2 separate regions of the Mus musculus genome follow, and region 1 is linked to region 2. Evidence: chromatin contacts called from public HiChIP or PLAC-seq data. All regions are on one chromosome and are shown on one strand. The core of a region is the stretch at or near the end of the contact, and the rest is flanking DNA. Distances in the headings are between cores, read along the strand shown.

What was found. HiChIP or PLAC-seq counts read pairs in DNA pulled down with a chosen protein or histone mark.
Region 1: a contact with region 2 is called in an H3K27ac HiChIP or PLAC-seq map of embryonic stem cells, with 8 times the contacts expected there. The contact joins the promoter of Slitrk5 here to the enhancer-like site in region 2. A contact is called at or near these places in 9 of 39 promoter capture datasets (cranial neural crest, embryonic stem cells, hippocampal neurons and 2 more), 6 of 484 Hi-C or Micro-C datasets (cerebral cortex, cortical neurons, embryonic stem cells and 1 more), 14 of 115 datasets of contacts at active chromatin or transcription factors (astrocytes, craniofacial prominence, embryonic hindbrain and 5 more) and 2 of 9 other capture datasets (embryonic stem cells and pancreatic islet).

Annotation. Positions count from the first base shown.
Region 1 is chr14:111,673,608-111,677,232 of GRCm38.p6, reverse strand. Slitrk5 (SLIT and NTRK-like family, member 5) reads right to left here and starts at 2,118. Exons shown (of 2, transcript NM_198865.1): 1 at 1,510-2,118. Gm30439 (a long non-coding RNA gene) reads left to right here and starts at 1,721. Exons shown (of 4, transcript XR_001781455.2): 1 at 1,721-2,872.
Region 2 is chr14:111,115,543-111,119,303 of GRCm38.p6, reverse strand. No RefSeq gene overlaps it. Among named protein-coding and RNA genes, the nearest start is that of Slitrk6, 360 kb to the right of the region's middle. Within about 2 kb of position 2,508, at least 3 of the 459 cell types and tissues checked have an H3K27ac peak or open chromatin away from gene starts, as enhancers often do. A contact at or near this core is called in embryonic stem cells, where this site is marked.

The DNA.
Region 1 (3,625 bases), core at 869-3,368, 560 kb before region 2:
GCACATGTGCAAGAGTGGCTATGAATCATTCACATTTGGCTACCCAGAGGGATCGAGACCAATCGGTGGAGCCACACACAGTACAGAAACGTCCCTATTATATCAGACTTCCCCTCAGCACAGCAGACGGCTTGGGCTTTAAACACCCTTGTATGAAAGCAAAACGTTTACCTTGAAATCTGGGTTCTCCGCTGGATCAAATGTGCACGTCCATTCAGCTGGATTGGATCCCCTCCCCCTCCCTCGCCGTGCTTCCCCGCCCCCATTCACCTCCTTCCCCATCTCTGAGACCATTGTAAATTGTGCCCAGCCAGTATTAAATTCGAACGTTTACAACTTTAATTCAGTTCTGGTTAGCCAGGGTCGAACAGCCTTTTCCAAACCTCCTCTCCATTCGCCCCCTCCCCTGTCGCCCCCAGCCATCAAAGGAGACAGAAGATTTAAGAAAATAAAGTTGAATGGGCTGGGAATGCTAACAGACTGACTGGGAAAAGCAGCGCCGATGTAAAATCGCGGGGTGCATCACACGTTCTCGTTTTATTAAAAAAGAAAAGAAAAAAAAAAGAAAAGAAAAAAGAAAGAAAAAGAAAAAGAAAAAAAAAAAGGTAGAGGGCGGGGACGGGGGGTGGGGGCAGTGTTTGTTCGCTCCCAAAGAATTTAGAGCCTGGATCACTGCCTGCCGTATCCCTGCATTAAGCAGCATGGAACCGCTCCGGCTGGAGCCCAAACCCAGGCCCGACCGGTGGCTCCCGGCACAGCTGCTGGAACCACCGCTCGGGCAGAGGCAACCGGAGTTCCAGGACGCGAGGCTCCCCCTCCCCCACCCCGCCCCAAAGCAAAGGAAGGGTAAAGGGAGGAAGAAGGGGAGGGAAGAGATGGAAAGAAAGCCACTTCGCCATACCACCCAGACACACACAGAAAACCTCTTTTGCAAAGTAAACCGCGGACTTACCCGGTCTCACATCTCAGGGGCCCAGTCATCATAGCGACCCTTTCAGAAAAACACCTCTTTGGGGTGTGCACCGATTTTTGGAAGCCTAGGCAGACACAGAAGGCTGCCAGCCGTGCAGGCTGAGCAGCCAGAGGGAAGCGGCACCCGGACGCCGCGCCGCTAGCCCCGGGCCGCCGCCGCGGTGGCGACCGCGGGTTCCGGGGCTCCCCGAAGGGCTCTCCCTGGCGCTCTCCGCGGTAGCCAGGGCGGGTAGTGGGGTGTGGGGTGTGGGGGAGGGGACGGCCGGCGACTCGCTGGAAAGGCAGCTCGCGGCTGAGGCTGGGAGCCGGAGCCGGCAGGGCGGGGAGGGCGCAGTGGGGAGGGGAAGTGGGGAGACCGAGGAGGGGGACGCGGAGCGGGCTGCCCGGCCCCGTCGCCTGCTCAACGTGCTGGTCAGCCTGGTCGAGCGCTCGCTCGCACCCGCTCTCACTCACGCTCGCTCGCACCATCGCTCCCACGCGCGATCCCCAGATCTCAGGGCCCCCTCGCCGTACCCCCCTGACCCGGCCGGTACTTACTGTTCCCATCTGCACTGGGGGCAACTTTCTCCGACCCAGCGATGGCAGCCGCCCCCTCCAGCCGCCTCGGGCTCTTGGCACCCTCCGGCCTGGGATCGCGCGGGCCGCCCTCCCCTCCCCCCTAGCCTCTCCGGGTCGGCGTCTTCACCACATTCCCCCCTAGTCAGTGTCGCACGCCCCAGGACGAACCAGAAGGAGTGGGGCTCGAGGGTGTGCGTTCATCGCCCGCCTTCTTCTTGCAGCGCACACTGTACATGGTAGTGAGGGGGCGAGAGAAGGTGGTACTGGCCCCCGGGCTGCTTCGGCGGCGGTTCCTCCGCTGCGCTCTTCTCCCCCAAACGCCAGGACCACCGGACCCTGGATGCCTCTGTCCCCAAGGCAAACCTGCAATCGCGGCCCCTAATTAGTATTTGAAAGGCTCCCGCATCCTCTTGGCGGCTTCACCGCTCCCGGGGTTTGCAGCGGATTTTTGCTATCCCTCCCCAGATGCGGCGCACGATCCTCATTATTTGCAACTCTTTATCTCCGACATCCTTTGAGGGGTCCAAGGGGGGTAGGAGCAGCGTTGCTCTATGCCTGTGGCATGTCCTGGCAGCTTGGACGCTCTATAAAAAAAAAAAAAAAAAAAAAAAAAGAAAAGAAAAAAAGAAAGAAAGAAAAAAAAAAAAGAAAGAAAGAAAGAAAAAGAGAAAGAAACTAAGAAAAAGTCACGTCTTCTCTCATGGGATCTGAGAAGGCAGTCACATCTGCTGGGTAGCGGGTGCAGGGCCCGGTCCGCGGCACTTGTTTATTGTCGCGCCGCTGGTGCGAGCCAAGCTGCAGCAGACATGATGGCCCGGGGCGAAGCAGGAGCCCAGTGGCCGGTAGGTGGCAGCCGAGGGCGAAGGCGTCCCTGGGCTCTGGAGGCATAGCCAGAACCCCCTTAGATGTCACATTCGTGGAGACAGAGGAGTCTTGGACCATGTGCGCAACTGGAGCGTAGGAGTGTGCACTCGTCTTCTCGGAAAGGAAGGGCTGGAAATAACCCTGACAGTGTTAGGCTTGGTGGCGATCAGGGACAGATGACTCTTACCGGTAGCCGTTTGCCCAAATGCTTCTGCCCTTTGGAAGAGTCTTTGTGGCAGTGTGAGTTGTCTCCAGTAAGGGACCCTGGAGGGAGTGGCTCATCCTAGCTATAAAGAGTGTGTTATTTTTATCTTTTTTTTTTAAAGAATCACTTTTTCTAAGTATGTCGGAGTGATTGAGCAGAGAGAAAAATGAATACCCTAAGCGAACTAGAAATCTGGAAAGAACCGAAATAGAGGCAGTGTCTCATGACACTTTACTTGAGGACTCACCTGATGAACTGCTGATCAACTCTATAGTAAGTATGACTGGCTTCTACCAGGAAACCAGACAACTTCCTCCCCTAAAGGAGGTCTGTATATTCATAGGATGTGTTTTACGTTTTAAGAATTTAAGGCCTGCAGCCTTCACAAGGAGCAAAGGAAAATTGTTTTGAGTTAGGGGCCCAGAGCAGGCTGCTCATTCGCTTCAAACTGTCTTAGATGGCCAGTTTGGCCATGCAAGTGAATTTTAATTTTTCTATTCTGAAATTATGTTTTAAACATACATAGAAGTCTCTCAGTTTTCACTAATGGGAACTTATTGTGGTTATAGTCTGATTATACGCGATTGATATTAATAGATTCCAGGGGTAGTATTTTATGTGTTTGTCTATAAAGAGTTCTTCACAGCATCCATGTATGTTCAATTTCAAGGGCTTATATAGAGGTAGTGAATTATTTCAACCTTTTGGAAATTTTAATGATTTTAATATTTCTTCTACATAAATATGATGAGTATATGTATTCTAGCTAAGCCGTAAACACTTTTTTGAAGCAGTGTTTATTTCCTGTAAGTTTGGGTGCTCTTCGAGGGAGAAAAGAGTGACGTAATCTGTGATGTCAGTTGATGAAAATCTTAGAACAAAATTAAGTTTGCATATTCTGTCATAGGAATGACAGCTACTGGGCTCAAAATCACTTAAAAGTAACACTTGCTATCCCTTCATTGAGTTCTTTATCCTATAATCTGACATCACAATGTATGAACTTTATTTTAAAGTGTAAAATCA
Region 2 (3,761 bases), core at 1,259-3,758:
AAAGGTTGCATAATTAAGGTGTACTTGTTAATTTTTATCCTCTAAATGCCTTGCTTTTATTTAAGGACTAAATAGACACTTTCACAATAAAACTCAACCTACATTCTCCAGATATAAATTGATAAGACTTGTAAGGAAAATAGACCTGTTTAGCAACAGAAATTTTGCCTAGTGAGAATGAAGGATATATGGTTTCTAAAATAGTAGTTGATTAATTTGATTACTTTTGAATATGAATCAATAAATAATACTAAATATGTATATTTAATTGGGTCATACTTGTGGATCATTTTTCAATATGGAATAGCAAACATTTATCACAGATACATTACAAAATATGCTGACAATCAGGGTCCAGAGACATAGTTGATGCAGACCAGGGAGCATGCCTCCTGTGATATCAGTTTGAAATCTTGAATAGATATTTTGGCTATGGTTACACTTTCAGAAGCTCAACTGCTTTTCAAATTCCTTATTGTCTTCATTTTGCTCACTCACTCCAAAGAGATCTCACAAAGAATAAGCTACTTGCAGTGAATTCTTTGATAACTTTAGATAATTTGACTCTGCTTTCAGTTCCATTTTATGAGATTCAAGAATATTTTATTTACAATTCTGAAAGAATATGTAATTTCTATCATTATATACATTACATCTGCTCTGCAAATCGATATAGTGATGCTTGCCAAGTATGTAAAATCATCCATGTAACCATTCACCAAACATAGCTTAATGACAGTAGATTCTGATTCCTAAATACAGTCTAGCAATTGTAGTTATTTCCATGAGAATGGCAAGAAGCCTAGAGAAACACACATAATTTGTGTATTAAAAGAATGTTTGAATAATTCTAATATATTGCTGGGAAAACACTATTAATTTATCTATCTACCTTTAAAAATGGAGTCACAAAACTGATGATTATGGATGCATGATTTCAAAATCTAAGGTGTTGGTTAAAACATGAAGTGAAAATGAATATTTTGCATTTCATTCTTGGTATCCTGGCATTTCTGACATCCATATGCATTTTCCATTATTATAACATAATTATCTATTTGAGAAAGTGTGGGTGTTGCATTCAGTTTTCTAGAAATTAAACTGCTAAGATATCAGGAGTTCATCTAATTGTTGACTTCTAGAGAGACTAATAACAAGATGTGATAAATATCATAGGAACAATGAAATACAGAGAACCTAGCAAAGTCCAATGTTGCTTTCTTCAGAATATTGGGCTTAAAACCTGGGAAGTTAATGATATGTGCAAAAATAATTCTTCCTCATCAATTTGAGTAAAAAAGTGTCTAACTTAATGTTCTAAACACAATGAATAAAAGTTATTACTAAGTACAATGGCCAGGTGCTGTTAGACAAAGTCATTTGCAAATCTATCTATAGAGTTGCATATTTGAAACAACATGACCTAAAGATCACACAAAAACAGAGTGATATGAGGAGTGAAAATCTTAGAAGTTAGCTATAGCACTTTCAGCATAAGTATTGGAGTCTCAGAAGCATTTCCAGGCAGTGGCATTACCCTGAGCAGTCAACTCCAGAATTGGTAAATTGAAACAAATCAGGGAAACCTGAAGACAACAACCTGTTCCTTAGCATGGTGGCCTTAGAGTAATGAAAGGTCAAGGTCTGTGATCATTTATCACCATAATTTCGCTTACAATTGACAAATACAATTTAGAAACTGACAAAGAAGTGAAATTGATCTTGTTTTTAGAGAAAATGGTATCTATCTGTTTAGATTTCTCTACTGTGGTACAATAACAACCACGATAAAGAGATCATTCACATCTATCAATAAGAGCATGAAAGTAATGCTTTGTAAATGGCTTGATTCAATTTATTGACCATAAATCCCATTTAAATGTGTGTCTTTTATAGAAGGTGAAAATGCAGTGCTTCAAGCTTCCTTTATACTTACAACACTCAACAGCCATTTTGAGCATCCCTAGTTAAGATATGCACCAGGATTGCACAGTTTGGATGATTCCAGTGACGTTAGTATATTTAATTCCCCTACTAAAAGATGATGTTTTCCTGAACTATGATTTAGAGGTTAAATATGCAGTGTAATTAGAGAATGATAAAAATAAAATGTATAATATTGTAAGTATCCTTTTGAAAATGCAAATAGTGTTTTGTGGTTTATTTAAACTATTAGGCAAGCAGTTTTGGAAATATGAAGATTACATAGAAGGAGAAATTTTTCTTTTGAGTAAATGCCAGTAATTTGAGAGTTGAAGACTGTTGGGAGCCCTCCCCTGGCTCACATGGACCAGGGTTACTCCTGGGAGGCAAACTGGAGCTGAAAAGACAGAAACTAGCTAAGTCAGGGTTCCTGATCAAAGCTCAAATGTTTAATAGCAAATGTGCTTATAAAGTGGGTGAGGGCCATCTCCCGCTAATCCATTCTTGGTGCTTGGAACCAGCTGCAGGTCACAAAGTGCAGGACAGGCTGTAGTCTCCCAAATAGCTCAGGGGCCTCTCAGCAGGTAGCAATGTCTTGAACAAGAACAGAGGCCTTGGCTGAACAATAGAGTGATCTAGGGAGGAAGGCTCCACCCTAGGTAATCTCCTTAGTGGCAGCAAGGTCAAGGTCTGGATCAGCCTGCTTCAGGCTTGGGGGTGTTACAGAAGACATTTTTAAATAAGTAAGCAGTTCATGAAATATTGTAACTATATATACTATATGTACACATATACACCAAGTCACACCATTTACTTTCATTGGTAGTATAAAGCAACAGGTCATGAAATAATCTTAACTGTGTATAAACATGTAGACAATACTGTGCCATATATTTTTCCTTTAGTAGTAGAGGTGGTCAGCAAACAGCATTCTAACAAATATTTCTCTTTTTCAGTCACCTAACAGTAGAGAATAACTGCAATTCTTTAGAGGAAACATCAGAGACAAACACTCTATCTAAACCATGAACCTCAAGGCTCACTTTGAAAGCACAGAAGCACAATAGCCCTTGAAACGTGATAATTAAGCAAGCAGACATTAGTAGTAAGTGAGAGTTAAGGTTTCAAGGGTACCTCATATTTTTTATAATCTACTGAGTAAAAGTAGAAATGTGTTTTTAAAAGTATATTTATTTCCGTGTTTACTTGATTGCTAGAATCATTTGTGTGTGTGTGCTTATTCAGAAATTTAAATTGAATTCTCTTTCTATATTTTCAATAGAAGAAGCATTTTTTTTTCTTTTTTCTTTATTTCTTTCTTTTTCTCTTCTTTCTTTTTCTTTCTTTTTCTTTCTTTCAGCATGCAATTCAGGATTGAATTTGAGTAATGTGCACTGAGATTTAAAAAAAGAAGAATAAAAGCTATGGTTAACTACCTATGTTACTCAGCCCACTGCCTGTTATTCAAAAGGGAAAAGAGCCATTATCATTATTTATAAATGAAACTTTCCTTTCTTATATATCGTTCTCATGTGGGACATTGGGCTATGCACAGACAGTCTGGTCTCCAGTTGAGCTGAAGTGGAAGCCTGGGACCCGGTGGTGATAATTCACATACATGGGACAAAAGGAGTTCTCTTGTGTCTCCTAGGACCCTGGCTCCTGTCGAAGTTACTACCCCCTCAGTCCCAACAAGAGAAGCATTGTTAGTAGTCATGTAGGCAATGTAGGGAAAAGAACCATTATCATTATTTATACATGGAACTTTCCTTTCTTATATATCGTTCTCAGAACATAATTTATGCACAGGACAGAAAATCTGTACAATCTGAGATGGT